Linked DNA regions of Mus musculus: region 2 is linked to region 1. The links are chromatin contacts, called in public promoter capture Hi-C maps. All regions are on one chromosome and are shown on one strand. Each heading gives the region's core, a stretch centred on a gene start, on an enhancer-like site or on the middle of the called end of the contact. The rest is flanking DNA. Distances are from core to core; before and after follow the strand shown.

The links. Promoter capture Hi-C pulls out the DNA fragments that hold promoters and counts their contacts.
Region 2: a contact with region 1 is called in a promoter capture Hi-C map of liver, with 3 times the contacts expected there. The contact joins the enhancer-like site here to the promoter of Prkcb in region 1. A contact is called at or near these places in 6 of 39 promoter capture datasets (embryonic stem cells, hippocampal neurons, liver and 2 more), 1 of 115 datasets of contacts at active chromatin or transcription factors (stem cell-derived neural progenitor cells) and 1 of 9 other capture datasets (liver).

Annotation. Positions count from the first base shown.
Region 1 is chr7:122,285,005-122,292,856 of GRCm38.p6, forward strand. Prkcb (protein kinase C, beta) reads left to right here and starts at 4,121. Exons shown (of 17, transcript NM_008855.2): 1 at 4,121-4,513; 2 at 5,509-5,540. The coding sequence starts at 4,341. Gm51497 (a long non-coding RNA gene) reads right to left here. Exons shown (of 3, transcript XR_003946872.1): 3 at 5,632-7,728.
Region 2 is chr7:122,816,457-122,824,308 of GRCm38.p6, forward strand. No RefSeq gene overlaps it. Among named protein-coding and RNA genes, the nearest start is that of Gm39082, 100 kb to the right of the region's middle. Within about 2 kb of position 4,300, at least 28 of the 459 cell types and tissues checked have an H3K27ac peak or open chromatin away from gene starts, as enhancers often do. A contact at or near this core is called in liver, where this site is marked.

The DNA of each region.
Region 1 (7,852 bases), core at 2,871-5,370:
ACTGACCTGCCTAGGGTTAGGCAATTCAGTGGCTTGAATGGTGGTCACTTCCATACACCCATGTCACAATTTCTACCACCTATAAATGCTATTCTGCTTTGTTGTTTGTGAAGCTAGCCTTTTGATGCCTGAGGCATCTCTCTAAAGTAACCTACAAATGGTATCTTATTTAGAAAAAGTCTTCCTGGTAATTAACATAGGGATATTGGGATAAAGAGATCATTCAGATTAATGGGTGAGCAGTGAGTAAGTCCAATGAGCAGTAAGTGTCCATGTAAGACACACACACGGAAGTCAGAGAGAAGAGAAGAGAGACACACTAGGGAATAGGATCACAAAGGCAGAGAAAGATGTGACACAGACAGCCACCAGAAGCAGGGACAGAGAGAGGGGAAGGGTCCTATCTGAGTCTTCCAGAGAGAACGTGGTTTAGAATTTTAAAACATTCTTTTTATTTTATGTGTATGAGTGTTGTGCCTGCCTGTATGTATGTGTACCCATGCATGTGCTTGGTGCCTAAGTAGGTCAAAGAGGTTCTAGGAACTATTGACACTGGAGTTATGGTGCTGTAAGCCACCATGTAGATGCTGGGACCTGCACCCAGGTCCTTTACATCAAGTATGCTTAACTACTGAGCCATCTCTCCAGTCTCTGATTTAGAGTTTTTACCCTCTGTTAAATGTAACAACAATGCACTTCTATCTGTAGCCACTCCATTTTGTGATTTTTTTGGCTGCTGTAGAATTCATGTACTCAACATTAAGAATGAACTCTGGTTTGAAGACACCCTGACTCCATTACAATGCAGGACAACCTGTTTCCCTTTACGTCTGATGTCTACCAAATGCCCAGCGTTTACTCCTTAATGGGTAGAGGTGACCAGAATGGGGGCCCGGAGACCTGGACACACACATTCATTTTCTGCTCTTCAGGCTTGTGGAACACCATGTCATGTTGTCCTCCCTTGCTTCATCGTTTTAAAGGACCTCTCCACTGCTCTCTCTGCCTCCATTCTCCTTGTCTAAAGCCTTTTCCCATGTGGTATCCAGGGTGATCTTTAAGAGGAACCTGTGTTGTATCAGGCCACATCTCATTGTTTAATAGTTGCTGCCTCTCTTCTCTTCTCTTCTCTTCTCTTCTCTTCTCTTCTCTTCTCTTCTCTTCTCTTCTCTTCTCTTCTCTTCTCTTCTCTCCTCTCCTCTCCTCTCCTCTCCTCTCCTCTCCTCTTCCTTTCTTTTCCTTTCCTTTCTTTTCTTTTCCTTCCTTCCTTGCTTGCTTCCGTCCTTGCTTGCTTTCTTCCTTCCTTCTTTCCTCCCTCCCTCTCCCTCTCCCTCTCCCTCTCCCTCTCCCTCTCCCTCTCCCTCTCCCTCTCCCTCTCCCTCTCCCTCTCCCTCTCCCTCTCCCTCTCCCTCTCCCTCTCCCTCTCCCTCTCCCTCTCTCTCTTTCTTTTTTTGAGACAGGGTTTCCCTGTACAGCCCTGGCTGTCCTGGAACTCACTCTGTAGACCAGGCTGGCCTCAAACTCAGTAATCTGCCTGCCTCTGCCTCCCAAGTTCTGGGATTAAAGGCGTGTGCCACCACCGCCCAGCACTGCTGCCTCTTTTCTATCTCAGACACAGAGACCACCTTGCTTTTGTCCAGCACGATGAGCTAAATCCTTTGTCATTATTCTTTTATCTATTTAGAAAATTCTAGCCTCAGACAGGGCCATGGTTGCTCACCATCACTTCATTCAAGCTTTCTCTTAGATAAGCCTAGTTATAAAGGGCTTCCTTGGATACTGTTATTTTTTTCACCATAATTTATAATTTATGATTATATGATTCATTTTTATTTACAGGACAGATTTCACACCACTTGGTAGAGATTTGTTAATTGATAGATTATCATTCCTCAGTCTCATTAATTGGTTCATACGTTCCATGAAGGCAGAACCTTTTATCTGGCTTATTTTAGTGTCTGGAATGGCACATGTAATTTTTGTTGAACGAGTGAACAAATGAATAGATGAACTCAGAGATGCAAGCTCCATTGTCTCCCACCACCAGAGAACTTATAATTTGGATATTTAGGTAAAATACTATAGTGTGAACAATAAAAAGAAAGGAAGATCACTGGGCTGGCAAAACAAAACAAAACAAAACAAAACAAAACAAAACAAAACAAAACAAAAACCAGTATTCAAAGGCCACAGTTTGAACTTTAACCTGTAGATATCTGGGTCCTCTGGGAACCTGAGTCTCCAGCCTCTCTTCACACAGCTCTTCCAGGAATGGAATGGCTTTTAGGACAGCAGCAATGCGGCTCCAGGCCTAGACACCATGAGGTAGTTTGTTGTTACAGACCAAAGTCACTCAGAGCACTTGGTTCAAAAGACAGGATGTGGGCTGTGAGCCTCCAGTTCATCTTTCAAAGGAAATCTCCTTCAGCAGCAATGTCTCCTGGGATGTTTTCCCAAGTCTCCCTGGGAGGTGCTGGAGCCTCTCAAAAGACTAAGAATAGCCAGGGACATCCAGTTTCCCAAACATGCCAACCTTAAAAGTGAATGCCTTTTTCCCCCTTGTTACCTTTGCATTACTATGTAGGGGAAGGACACTGTATTATTATAGGTATATAGCTCACCATGCAGTTGCTAGACACCTCACTGTGACTCTCTGCTCAGGAGCTCCCAGTAGGAATTGTCAGAGTGGTATCCAGGCTCTGCCACTACAGAGGCCCAACCCTTTGTCACCAGTGCACTTTGTAGTCTGGACAGCCTCCATTGTACAACCCCGAGACTGTGTACCCCTTACTCACTTCCATCTAATTTTGCTTATTCACAGAACTTACCTGGTCTATACAGGTTATGGTTGTGACCGAATGAGACAGTGCACAAGCCTCCCTGACACCCTGTATGTTTAGTTTTAATTTTTGCACATTTACAGGTCATGCATGGTACAGGTAACCTTCTTCCATTCTGTTACTTACTCAAGCAGTGCTCACTGGGCTTGTAGGAGCTGTCAGATGCTAAACTCAACACCAGGAGACATGAAGGTGTCATTAACAATGCCGGGGACGTGTGGAAGAGTTCGGTCAGATGCCATTTTTCATCCCCAGGCTGTAGAGCATCACACCAGAGGGAGATTTAGATGCAGTGCCTTATATAACATGCAATGTCGTATCATTGGTTATCTTCCCATCCTTCAAGTGGCATCAAGGGGAGTATGGCGTTGGATATTAATGTTCCCTGAACATTTGAAATCTCTCCTAACAAATACAAGAAGGCCCCAGGTGTGAGGACAGCACCTGGGGAGATCTTAACCCACACAAACCTAGGTATTTCCAATCACATAGACTTTTGTTTTAACAGACTGCACAAGTATGACCAGAAGGGACAAAAGTGAATGAAATGTAGGGAAACGCTCATTTATTAAATTTGTCTCCTGTCATCATTAGCCCAGCCATTTTGGGGTTGGGGAAACTGTCTTTTTGTGGAGAGAGTTCTAAGTGTTCGAGCAAGTGGAGACAAGTCTTTGTGGTGGATATATACATATATACATATGCATATATGTATAGTCCTCCCCTACCTCTGCAGACCTTGGTGTGTGTGTGTGTGTGTGTGTGTGGCCACAGGCCTTTCCGGATGAGTGACAATGAAAGCCCATCCCTCCAGGAGACGCATGCCGAATGACCAATGGGATGATGGATGGAGGGTGCTGGGTACCAGTCTCTGCAGAGGCCAAGGTGAAACTGGCTGCTTCCAGCCTGTTCAACCCTCATCTCCTTGAGCCCCTTGGGTCCTTAGGCGTTTGGTCATTGCTGGATCAACCGAGGTGCTCATCTTAACGCACCCCAGGGCCTAGGACAGGGTGCCAGGGGCGCGGCTCAGATCTGTCCAGCGCAGACTGCGGTCCTCGCGCCGCAGCGCTGCGGCTAAGAACACTTGGCTGGGAGGCCTGCGGGTTGCGGTGTACGTGTATGTGTGTGTGTGTGTCTGTGTGTGTCTCTGCTGGTGGTACTGGTGGTGCCGATATGTAAAGCAGCTGGCGGCTCTGGGCGGGGCCTGGGTTTCATGCAAATGAGGGAGGCGGGGTTACACTGGGGCTCCGCCTCCCTCCCCCGCAGCTGGGGCCAGCGGTGCCAAGCACAGCTGGACCAGCGGCAGCAGCTGGGCGAGTGACAGCCCAGCTACGCGCGCGCGGCCGCCGCCAGAGCCGGCGCGAAGGGGCAGCGCGGCCCTGCGGTCCCCGGGCGGCAGCAGCGGCCGCCTAGTCCCGCGCCTTTCCGGGCTTGCAGCCCCGCGGTCCCGCCGCCCCGGGGCCGCCACCTCTCGGGGCTCCCCCCAGTCCCCGCGCGCGCAAGATGGCTGACCCGGCTGCGGGGCCGCCGCCGAGCGAGGGCGAGGAGAGCACAGTGCGCTTCGCCCGCAAAGGCGCCCTCCGGCAGAAGAACGTGCACGAGGTGAAGAACCACAAATTCACCGCCCGCTTCTTCAAGCAGCCCACCTTCTGCAGCCACTGCACCGACTTCATCTGGTGAGAGTGCGCCGCGCGGGCCACCTGCCTGGGGCCCTAGAGGGCAGCGACACGCATGGGGACCCCTGTTGTTGCCCCCGGGGGGAGGAGCCGTGTGATCACCCCCATCCCGCTGGACCCTTATGCCCTGCGCTCCCGGATGGCCAGTCCCTCAGGTGCTGGGTTCTCTGCTCCCAGACGGCTGGCCGCCAGGCGCCTTCTGCCCTCTTGCACTCTGTCGCCCGAGCGCCTAGGGACAGCGCTGCAGGCGCCTTTTCGACACCTGGCTCAGGGCTCAGTGTGGCTGTCCCTCCTCGGCAGGGCAGCTCCGCGGGTGTCTTTCTCGCCTGAGGTTCCCGATCTTTCTGCCTCCTTCCGGGCTCGAGGAGCTCTCACCCTCACCCCTCCTTTCCGGGGCAGCTCTCTGGGGTGTCCTCTACTTCCCCGGGGCGTGGAGCATCCTTCCCTCTGCGTCCCTAGAGCAGTGCCCTGGGTTATCTCTTACTTCGCCTCCAGAGTCTTGAGCACCCCTTTCATTCCTTGGTTCTCACCCTCAAGTCGCTGCAGGGCCCCTTTCTTCCCTCTGCCCCTCCAAGCATGGGGGGACCTTCCCCCCGCCCCCTAGCCCCTCAGGTGTTACCACCGTGGTGAAGTCCCTATCATCCTCCCCCTAGACAGGTCCTTTTCTCTTTCCTTGAGGGTACTCCCGGCATCTCCTTGGGCAAATATCCAGCCCGCCTTCCGCCCCCACCCGGGCGGAAATGCACCCTCGCATCCTGCCACCTGGTGGTCGTGGTCGCCTCTGTACTGCAGGGGAGATGTGAGGTGGGGGTTACTGCCAAGCTCCGGTAGTGTACCTCCCAATCCCATCCAAGGTGGAAGACACCTTGGAGACCAGGCTGTAGCTAGGAGGTTGCCCCTGGGGTAGAGGGACAGTGGGAAGGGAGAGGGCGACTGTGTGAAACTAGCTGGTAACTGGACCCCTCAGACTGATACTCCCTCTTGTGCTTTTACAGGGGCTTCGGGAAGCAGGGATTCCAGTGTCAAGGTAGGCTTTGTGGCGCTGTGGATGCCGATGGTGGGAAGAGAGAGTAATACAGACTTCAAAGACGTGGCCGAGTTAGGCAGAGTGAAGTAATCCTGCCTGTCAGAGTGACCTCCCAGGCTAGGAATCCTTCACCACCAAAGGGTCCTTTTAAGGGGTGTGTATTTGGGCCAGAGATGCACCATCCAGGAAAGGCCAGTGGAGCTCCTGGAAGGCCCTAAAAGTCAAAAAGTGCATCCATCCCGCTGCTATCTGAGCATTCTCTCAGGACTGCCAGCCCTGCTTAAGAAATGAAATGTCTTCAAGGACTCTTGTGTGTGGAGGGAACCTCTTTCTTCCTAATTCCAGCCCTTTCTTGCTCATTGCTCTCCCTTACCTCCCAGTAGGAGGGTCTGCCTCTTTCCCCTGCTTTGCAGGTGGCTGCCATCTGCAGATGGCGCATCCCCCTAGAAAAGCAACTGTGGTTTCCCCTGGGCCTCCTCTCTCTTTGAAAGCGGTGGTTCCAGATGGGGTGCCTCTGGGATCCTGCCTGAGGTTGCCCTTTTTAACATCTGAGGAGGCACAAGAAGGACTCCAAGAGACTCCTTACCTGGGTTCTTGATTCTAGCTCAAGAGCCATGATTTTAACCAGGGGTACCTAATCAAATATCAGAGACTTGGTGGCCTCTCTTATCTCTAGGGTTTGTGCCTACAAGATGGACTGTGGACTGAGGAATGTAGCTCAGGAGAGTGCCTGCTTTGTTCCAGAGAGGCTCTGATGCAAAATGGGAGAGGGGGAAAGATAGGTTTTAAATTGAATCTCTAAAGATGTGGCCTTGTTTAACCCTTAGAATGCCATAAATAGTTTGTGAATTTCTCTCTCCCCTCTGTCTCTGTCTCTGTCTCTGTCTCTGTCTCTGTCTGTCTGTCTGTCTGTCTGTCTGTCTGTCTGTCTGTCTGTCTCTGTCTGTCTGTCTCTCTGTCTTTCTCTCTCTGTCTCTCTCTCTGTCTCTCTCTCTGTCTCTCTCTCTCTCTCTCTCTCTCTCTCTCTCTCTCTCACACACACACACACACACACACAGCATTCAACTTGTTGAATACTGACTCTACTTTCATGCTGAATCGATCATTTGGAACTGAGGTCATCCCTTTACCAATGAGCAGACATTCGAGGCTATGTCTCTGTTCAACACTGGCCTTCTACAATTCTGACCCCCTTTGCCTCTTGAATTTACAGGGTTGTTTTGCCCCTCTCTCTCCCTTTAAGCCAGGTGTGGTTGGGTTTGGTCAGAAGTGGTTCTGCATCTTCTCCTCCCAACACCTCCTCCCCCTCCTACCTTTTCCCTCCCCTTCCTATCCCCCCCTTCCCCGTTCTCACTCAGATTCACTTTGTGCCCAGACTGACCTTGTCCTGGAAGCTTTTCTGTCTTTCTTTGTTAGTCTCCCAGGTGTTGGGAATACAGGTATTCTCAGGGTCGAATTGCCATCCTCCACCCTGTGAACTGGCCTTAAATCTGGAGAGGAAAGCGTGTGGGTGTGGAATAGCCTGAAGTGAGACAGTAGTGCCCATGGATAACTTTGCTTTGCACCATTGCGCTGCATGCAAAATCAAAAGACCCCAGTGCTCAGAGGTGGCTTTGGGACATGCATGGGCCTGGCTGCCCTAAGCTGAAGGCTTTTACTGAGTTCTGGAGTGGGACAGGAAGTTTCCAGCCTCCTCTGCTGAGATCCAGAGCCTCAGTTTTATACAGTACATGGAAGGACTGCCAAGTCCCTGCCGGTGGCAACGAGTCAGGCCAGTGGCACCGTCTGGATGGTTTTCTAGAACTTGTCTCTCTTAAACACAGCACCGAGAGTGGCTCGGTGTGGGGAATGTGGAATCTGTGAGGTTGCCTTTCACTCGCATGAATTGGTTTCTGTTTTTGTCTCTTGTCGAGGTCAGGGGTGATTTTTTAAACCCTGCTTCTGTGGCTCTCCTGTGCCACCTGCTCTCTGTTATTGATGGCTGGGAAAGTCAGCTTTGGAATGTGCGGGGGACTGCACATATGGAGCAGGAGATCCTTTTATTCAAAGCCTAGGATTTTTTTTTTTTTTTGGCACAATGAGAAAAAAATCAGAATGAAAGTTTTCAAGAAGTATGATTAACTTTAGGAATAAGACTTTTTCAGAAGCTGGCAGTGCGTTTGCCTCGTGTGCTCGACTCCCTGGGTTCCTGGGAACAAAAGGAAAGGGGAGGGGTGAAAGGTATTTTCAAAATCATTTCTCTTTTCATTTTTTCACCCCTTAGCTCTCTGAACATCTGGCCCTCTGTTACTGCGTTGATGGGCTACTCCATC
Region 2 (7,852 bases), core at 3,050-5,549, 530 kb after region 1:
ATGAAAGCAGAAATTTCTTAGGCAAAGGAAGAAGATAAGAGTTCGGGAGAGAAGTGATATACATGCATAAAAATGTCAACAAAACATTAATTTATACATTTACTAAAAGTATTTAAAATTCTAAAATAAAAAAAAAAGAGATTAGTGATTTGATGAAAACATCTTATGGAGAAATTTAACTTTCCTGGGTCCAAGGTGTACTGGGTAGAAAATGCAGAGGGAGTCTGGGGGCAAGCATTGGGAGAGCACCTTGTGCTGGGACAGTGCCCTCCATGCCTGGTACAGTCCCCTTGTCCCTGCTGAGATGTCTCACTGTCCCCTCATCCCTCTGTGCGTACAGTGGGTGCATTAAGGAAACTTGAGCCACCGTGTTGTGAGGACAGAGCTCCTGAGAGCGACTGCAGGAGTGAGCCCGTGAGTACTTACAGCATGAACTGCCAAGGATACAAATTGATGGCCACAATGTCTGTGTAATTTGGACCAGCACAGAGACAATGGCTGCTTGGCCATCCTCCCCATCTGTGCTGTCTTAAGCCAGTAACTGCCAAGCATAGGTTGGTGCAGAAGCTGAAATTAATTGCAATTAAATTTAATTTAAATTTCCATTTCTTGGTCTCAGTGGCTACATTGCAAGTACACATAGATAGCAGTCAAGTTATGTGCTCTGTCAGAGTTTCTCCGCCTCTAAGCAGCTTTGCATAGACTTTTCTGAACTGCTGCCACAGTAAAAACTTTACAACACAGATAGGCTGGATGTTTCTTTCTGTGTTTAAAGATCAGGGCCAAAGAAGCTCTTTCTCCAAAAATGGTGGTGCTAGTGACATTGTCCTAAAAAGAAGGACTTTGGTAGGTAAACAGACTTTTAGTGGGTGGAGGGGACCCTAAGGGTTTCTGTTCACTAGAAAGTAGACCTCCTAAGGCAGTTTCTGCTCACCAGGAACCACCTCACTCTTCTCTGAACCTCCCTTAGGCGTCCCCCAAAGGTCAACTACATCTGGAAAGAGTACCCAGTTCTAGGTCAATAGGACAACCTGTATCAGCTCAGCTCCCACCCGACTGACTGTCCTATAAAATCTGCTCGCTTTTCCATCATTTCTCCTTTCTCTCTGTCTGCTCAATCCAGAGTTGGCTCTGGCATTTTAATACCCAGTAAATAATTCTTTCCATGCACAGAATGGTCTAGTTCGGTGGTTTCTCTGTGCGGTCGCTTATACTCCACACATCTGTCCTTCACACATAAGCACAGTAATGCTTTTTATAACCCCTCTTTAAAAACAGGAAGCCAGTTTGCTCCCCTGGAGACAGCATCACCTCCATGCATGTGTCTGAGTACATGCCCAAGGGAACTGAAGTCAACATAACGCAGAGACACCCACACATCCATGCTGATTGCAATACTATTCACAATAGCCGAGATGTGGGGCCAACCTAGAGGACTGTCAACCGATGAATGAGCAAAGAAACGGTGGTGTATACAGTGGACTATTATTCATCCAGAAAGAGGACTGATAGAACATCATTTACGAGAGAGAAAGTGTAACAGGAGATGATCATGTTAAACAAAATAAGCCAGACTCAAAGGAGGGTTTCTTGGTTGTAATCCAGTTAACAACCAAGACTAACCATCACAACTGGGCTACATAATGTACTGTAGCAGAAAAGCAAAAGGTGAACTTTAAAAAAAAATGAAATAATAGGAGAACATGACTACTTCCAAAGCAGGGAGATTTTATTGTAGATATAAATGGAAACACAGGCAGAGGGAAGAGCCTAGGATGACCATGGCCAGCAGACTAAACAGGACCATGAGAGGGGATAGGGGAAGAGCAAGAGGGGAGCCCCTACCAAAAGATGTGGCCCAGACCTAGCAAAAATAAGGGATAAAACAAACAATAGCATCAAACTTGTGTTGCATTAACCAGAGCCAAGATTAGAGTGAAGCAAACAAGCACCTACAGCTCAAAATTTAAGGTGTTGCTCACCCAGGATTCTGTAAACGGAGGGCTGGAACCTGAGAATATGAGCCTCCTTAAGTTCTCCCCCTTACACGCCTCACTTCAGTCTAATAAGAACAAGGCTGTCGGCACAGGAAGTTCTACCAGATTATAGACATTTGGAGCCGAGAGAGACTCAGAATTGTACAAAATCTGTTTGAAGAGCTGAATGTCAGCCCAAGGATGTGTACAGGCTGGAGGTCAGTCTTTCTCATCCCGAGGGACCCATGAGACTCACCCTGTGGACTTTAACACTGATGACCCCAGAGCCATCCCAGAGGCCAGTGAATTCTGACCGCCAAGGATAGGGTATGGAGGTTAGCAAGTTTTTCAAGCTTCTAAATGGTTCTGGTGAGCCATGGTGGGGAGGTGGGAGGGGGGGAAATGAGAACTCTGCTCTCAACATGGAAGGAGTGAACATGGAAGGCTGAAGCCTGTGAACACATCTGGGGAAGTCCTCTCCCACCCCAGCTATACTTATGTTAAAGAAGTAATTTTATGCCCTATGGCAACAAGGTATTAAACAGATAAAGGAGAAATTGTGGTGTGAAAATAGAGAGTAATTACCATGCGGAGGGAATTTTATGTCACAAGTGTGCACAGTTAAACCTGCTCATTACATTAAGCCATCTCTGTAGGACTTTACTGGATACTGTGGGCATCACAGAGGTGGTTAGTAATCCAACACAAAGACTGTGGCCTTGGATTTAATTTGTTAAAATTCTTTCTGGCCTATTCAATGGCATCTGTGGCCAGCACCAAGGGCATTCTCAAAAGTACCTTGTTAATTCTAATGGCCAGTCTTCACTGGTTCCAAAAGGCACAGCAGGTTAAAACAGCAGTGAGATAGGCATGGGCAGAATCTGGTGTCCTCTGATGGACGGCTGCAGCATTAATTACCATTCTTAGCTGCTCGCCATCCATCAAACCATCTCTAATTCAAAGGATAGCCATCACCTTCACCTGCTACCATCTCCTGGTTGAGACAGGGAGGGAACAAGAAGATGCAAGAGCAGCATTCTGTTGGTGTTTGGCTTTTCTCTTAGGATCTCAATCACGGTTCGTTGTCCTGTGACACAGGACAGCTGACGAGGTAGGAAAGAAATCAAAGCTTCTCCTAATTAGAGGAACAGCGGTGATCCAGAATAGAAAGTAAGAGAAAGAATCTTGACTTGAGTAGTGTTGGTTTTACGGACTTTAGACAAGTAGGGCATTCTAGACTTTCGTTCACATCAGCTCAGTGAATAAGGAGGAAGACTGTGGGATCCGTCATTAAAGCACTCACGGACACATTACTCTTCTGTAGTAAGGGAGGTGGGTAGAAACATGGTAGGCAAGGATTTGCTTAGAAGTTCATTTCTCAGCTTCCTCTTAATCTTTCCCCACATACAAAACCAACAGGTATTTGTGTGTGTGTGTGTGTGTGTGTGTGTGTGTGTGCCTAGAAAATTATGCCCTAAAATATAGCAGTTTCCCATGACAAGACCCTTGAATTGAAGAACGAGAGTGTCACAGTGCCCAATCCTTATCAAGTTATTTTCTGGTTTCCTCTCCCTCAACCAACACTCTAAATTCTAAGAATTAAGATGCTGACTGCTGTATAACCTTTCAGAGCTATAGAATATAGCCCAGGATATCTGATGACTGTCAGATAACACCAACATGGGCAATGCCTCTCCTTATTCAAGTCCTGTGCATCAACTAAATACAAAGCATGTAAATTGCTGAGAAGTTGAACTTACTGAAAATCCATATACTGGGAACAGAAAAATGTGTGAGAGCCAGAAGTGGGGAATGACATCAGGGAAACAGAAGAACTTGTGAGTAGAAAAGAACCTGTGAGTAAACAGGTTATAGGTCCTAGAAGAGAATCTACCACCAATCTACCTACTACTGATCTATCTATTATTCTGCTAAGTGGGCACAGTGCTAAACTGACTTACATGGACTTATTACTGTTTACCTATAGATTAATGCATCTCTCACTCCTCACCAGAGAACTTTCTTTTTGCAGTAGATGGTGATTAGAATAGAAACACATGACTGCTCAGTGTGCAGAGAATGAGAGCCTGTGGGCTGCTCTACCATAAATGGATCTACACCATACTCTCACCTTGCAGTCCTCGGGGATCGTTGTGGAAAGAGGGAACAGAAAAATGTGTAAGAGCCAGAAGTGGGGAATGGCATCAGGGAAACAGAAGTTTTGAAGCATGCACAAGACTTGAGTAAGCTAAAGCCGGACCATATCCCCACATTCAGGGGATAGGGTGTGTGTGGAAGAGTAGGCGTGAAGAGCCACCGCTGCCTGCAGAGCTATTGGCCTTTGATAGCTGCTGGGAGAGGGAAAGTGTGGCCCTGGCAGGTCAACAGTGCTCCAGCATCCGGTCACACATTCAAGAGTATATGGACAGCACAAATTAGACTTGATGTTTTGTTTTTAAAGGGGGACACAAAGTTGAATGGGTGAGAATGAGGGCAGTTGTGAGAAGGGTAAATATGTTCAGACTGCATTGTTCATACACTCTCAAAGAACTAATAACAATTAAACTTTATTTTATTTTTTTTAAAGCCATATGTTTGTCTAAAGAAGTACAGGAACCAGCCCCAAGAACTCAAGGCCAGTTTAGAATGCTCTGGCCCAGCATCACAGGATTTCCTGCCCATTGTCTCACTGTGCTTAGTTTTCCTTCCTGTAAAAGCCTTCTCATGTACTTGGGTTCCCTTGGTGTTAGAAATAAACAAAAACCTGGATATCACACAGAAGAAGAAACTAATAGTGCCAGAGTGGCTCGGCAAGGCAATTCTTTTTATTAAAAAGGTGCATCAAGACCTATAGCCGTCTAGCAAGCATGCTTGACCAAGGCAGTTTCCATCTTTACCCCATGTACGTACGTACTGACCGCGTCTCACCTGATTGGTAGAGCTTGATGTCACAGTCTGACACAGCTGGCTAGTCAGCACAAAGGGAAAGGGACAGTTCAGGAAACGTAAGTCCTTGCCCAGCTAACTTCCTTTTGTACGGGGCAGGAAAGTAAGACAGAAAGACAATGATTTCTTGAAATAGCTTTTTACATTTTTTATACCAAAAATAGCCCCTCCCTTACCTTCCCAGAAGCCCTTGAATAACCCTAATTGCCTTCCCACCTTCCTGAGTATTGCCTTTCAAGCAGGGAGCAGTCATACTTGAATCTGGTAGCATTCTCTCTAACCCTCTTCTCTCCTGTCTCTCACTCATTTTTCTCTCCCAATACATACATAAGGGGGGCTTCCTTTCTGAAGTCTCTTTATCTGCCTAAAAGTCAATCCTCTAAAAATGAACATTTTTGTATACCCCTCCTTGAAAAATCTTATAAACAAAGAAAAATTAACTCACAACTGTTGAGTCTCAAACCCTGGGACAAATGACTCTGGTGCCTTATTTAACATATCAAGGAGGACCTGGCCACCAAGTTCTCCCAGCAACCCTCAGTCCCTACCTGTTACAGCTAGCATACCCACCCACTACCCTAAACTTCTCCAGTGCAGGGGCTGCCCATTCCTATATAGTCCAATCATTTTGGTTACCTGGTCCTTTTTGACAGAACACAGTCAAAAAGACTGACCCATGGTGAGCAAGGCCTTGAGGGACTGTGAGAGACACACCAGAATGAAAATGCAAAGGGCCTTTTACCTCAGGTGCTTTTTATTTCCTGGATTATTCTTGGATGTGATTTTTTTTTTTTTTTTTGCCTCCTGTGACAAACATTTACATTCAATTTATAAGACATGTTTACTCTTGTTAGACATCAGAACATAGCTACAGAATCCAATCTGGTCAGTGTACCCGGAATCTGGATATGGCCTTCTGCCTTGCCTTCATGTGTTCCCAGATAAAACCTATAGTATGTGGCAGGCAGTTGTGTTTAAAGACAACCCAAACTCACCATACATTTTCTCTCCTTTCTGCTTCCAAAACTTGTTCCCACCTCCAAGCCCTGAGCTATTGTTCCTTTCTACAGCTACGACACTATAAGAACTTCAGTCATCTAGACATCCCTTGAGTCTCACACGGGGTGACAGTCCTGTGCATAGGCATATCATTCCTACCTGTTAACTTATCGTCATTTATTTCCCACACTCAATTGTCAGAGAGTAGAGATTTTCTCTCTCCTAGACTGGTTACTTTTCTCATCATTGAGAAAAAAAAAAAAATACTTGACAAAAGCAACCTAAGGAAGGAAGGATTTATTTTGGGTCACAGTATGAAAGGGGACAGTCCACTAGGATGTCGGGCAGAGAGTGAGACCCTTGTCACATTGCACCCATACCCAGGAAGCAGAGCGGGATGAACTGGTACTCAGCTTGCGTTTTTCCTTCTTATTCAGTGCGAGAGCCGCTCATGGGATGGCACTGCCCACCTCCAAGGTGGGGCTTCCGTCCTTAGTTAAACCTCTCTGGAAACATCCTCACAGATATACTCAGAGGTGTGTTACCATGGCGATTCTAAAATCAGTCACATTTTTAATGAGATGAAGCATTACATCTCTCCTCCATATGCCTTGCCTTAAGCATAAAGAAGGTTGTTAGGAGTTTGGATGGTTACCCTGCCCCACCTTAGCCCTTCCAAAATGTATGCCCTCTAATTAAACAGCCAGAACCTTGTCACCTAAACTGAAAACCTTGAAGTCATTCATCCCAGATGCCTTCCTCTCTGCACGCTGTGAGACCTCTGGGCTTTTCCCTCCCACACACCCCTTCCTTCATCCCATCATTCCAGTCGCGCCCCTGGTGCCATGTTACTTCTATTGCCTTCATCTGCCACATTCACAATGGCTTACCTTATTTACTTTTTGAAAATTACTTTTAATTGCATGGAACATGAATACATTATCATTTTTAAGGCAGTAACAATATAGGTAACCAAAAATTCAAGATTAAACGATGATAATCTTTGGGCACTTTCCAGATATCTTCTATGAATATCTATTTTTTAAAATGTTACATTGTATATAATGCCATACACGGTTTTGTCTCTTTCTGTTTTTAACCTAGCAATGTATCCTGGGCATTTCCCATGTGAGTGTGTACCGACCTCATTTGTTCTATTACATACATGTCCTGGGGTGACAAGAGGCTTCTGTTCAGTCTTGGTTCCCATTTCCTGGTGTTCCTGCCTTGCGTAATCCTCTCTCGGGGTGTGTCTGTGAGGGTGTTTCCGGAATAAATTAGCATCTGAATCAGTAGACTGAATGAGGAAGAGCCACCCTCACCAATGTGGGCAGCATCCTCCTGAACCTGCAAAGGTTCGGATAGAACAAAAAGGCAGAGGAAGACTGAGTCTGTTTCTCTGCTCTGGAACTGAGACAGTCAAGGCTTTTCTTCATTTTTCAAGTAAAATCAAACCTTGGTAGTGCACGCCTCTAACAACAGCAGGGGGCAGAGGATTATATGTTTCAGGCCAGCCTGGGCTACATGGCAACACTCCTCCCCCCCCCAAAAAAAAAAATTAAGACAATACTCAAGAATGTATTAGTGCTCAATATTTGCAAGATTCAGGGTTTACTCCCTAGCACCAAAAAGAAAGAGAAGAGGAGGAGGTGGTGAAGGAAGAAGAGAAGGAGGAAAAATTGAAGAGCTGGGAAATTGTTTAATCAATAAAATGCCTGCCGTGCAAGCATGAAGACCTGGATTTGGATCTCCACCACCCATGTCATCCCAGTCCTGGGGAGTGAGAGACAGATGAGTCCCTAGAGCTCACTGGCCAGCCAAGCTAGCCAATCAGTGAGCTCCAAGCTCAGTGAGAGACCTTGACTGAAAACATAAGATTAAGAACAACGGAGGAAAACATCCAAATCACCTTATGTTCTTGATACAAATAT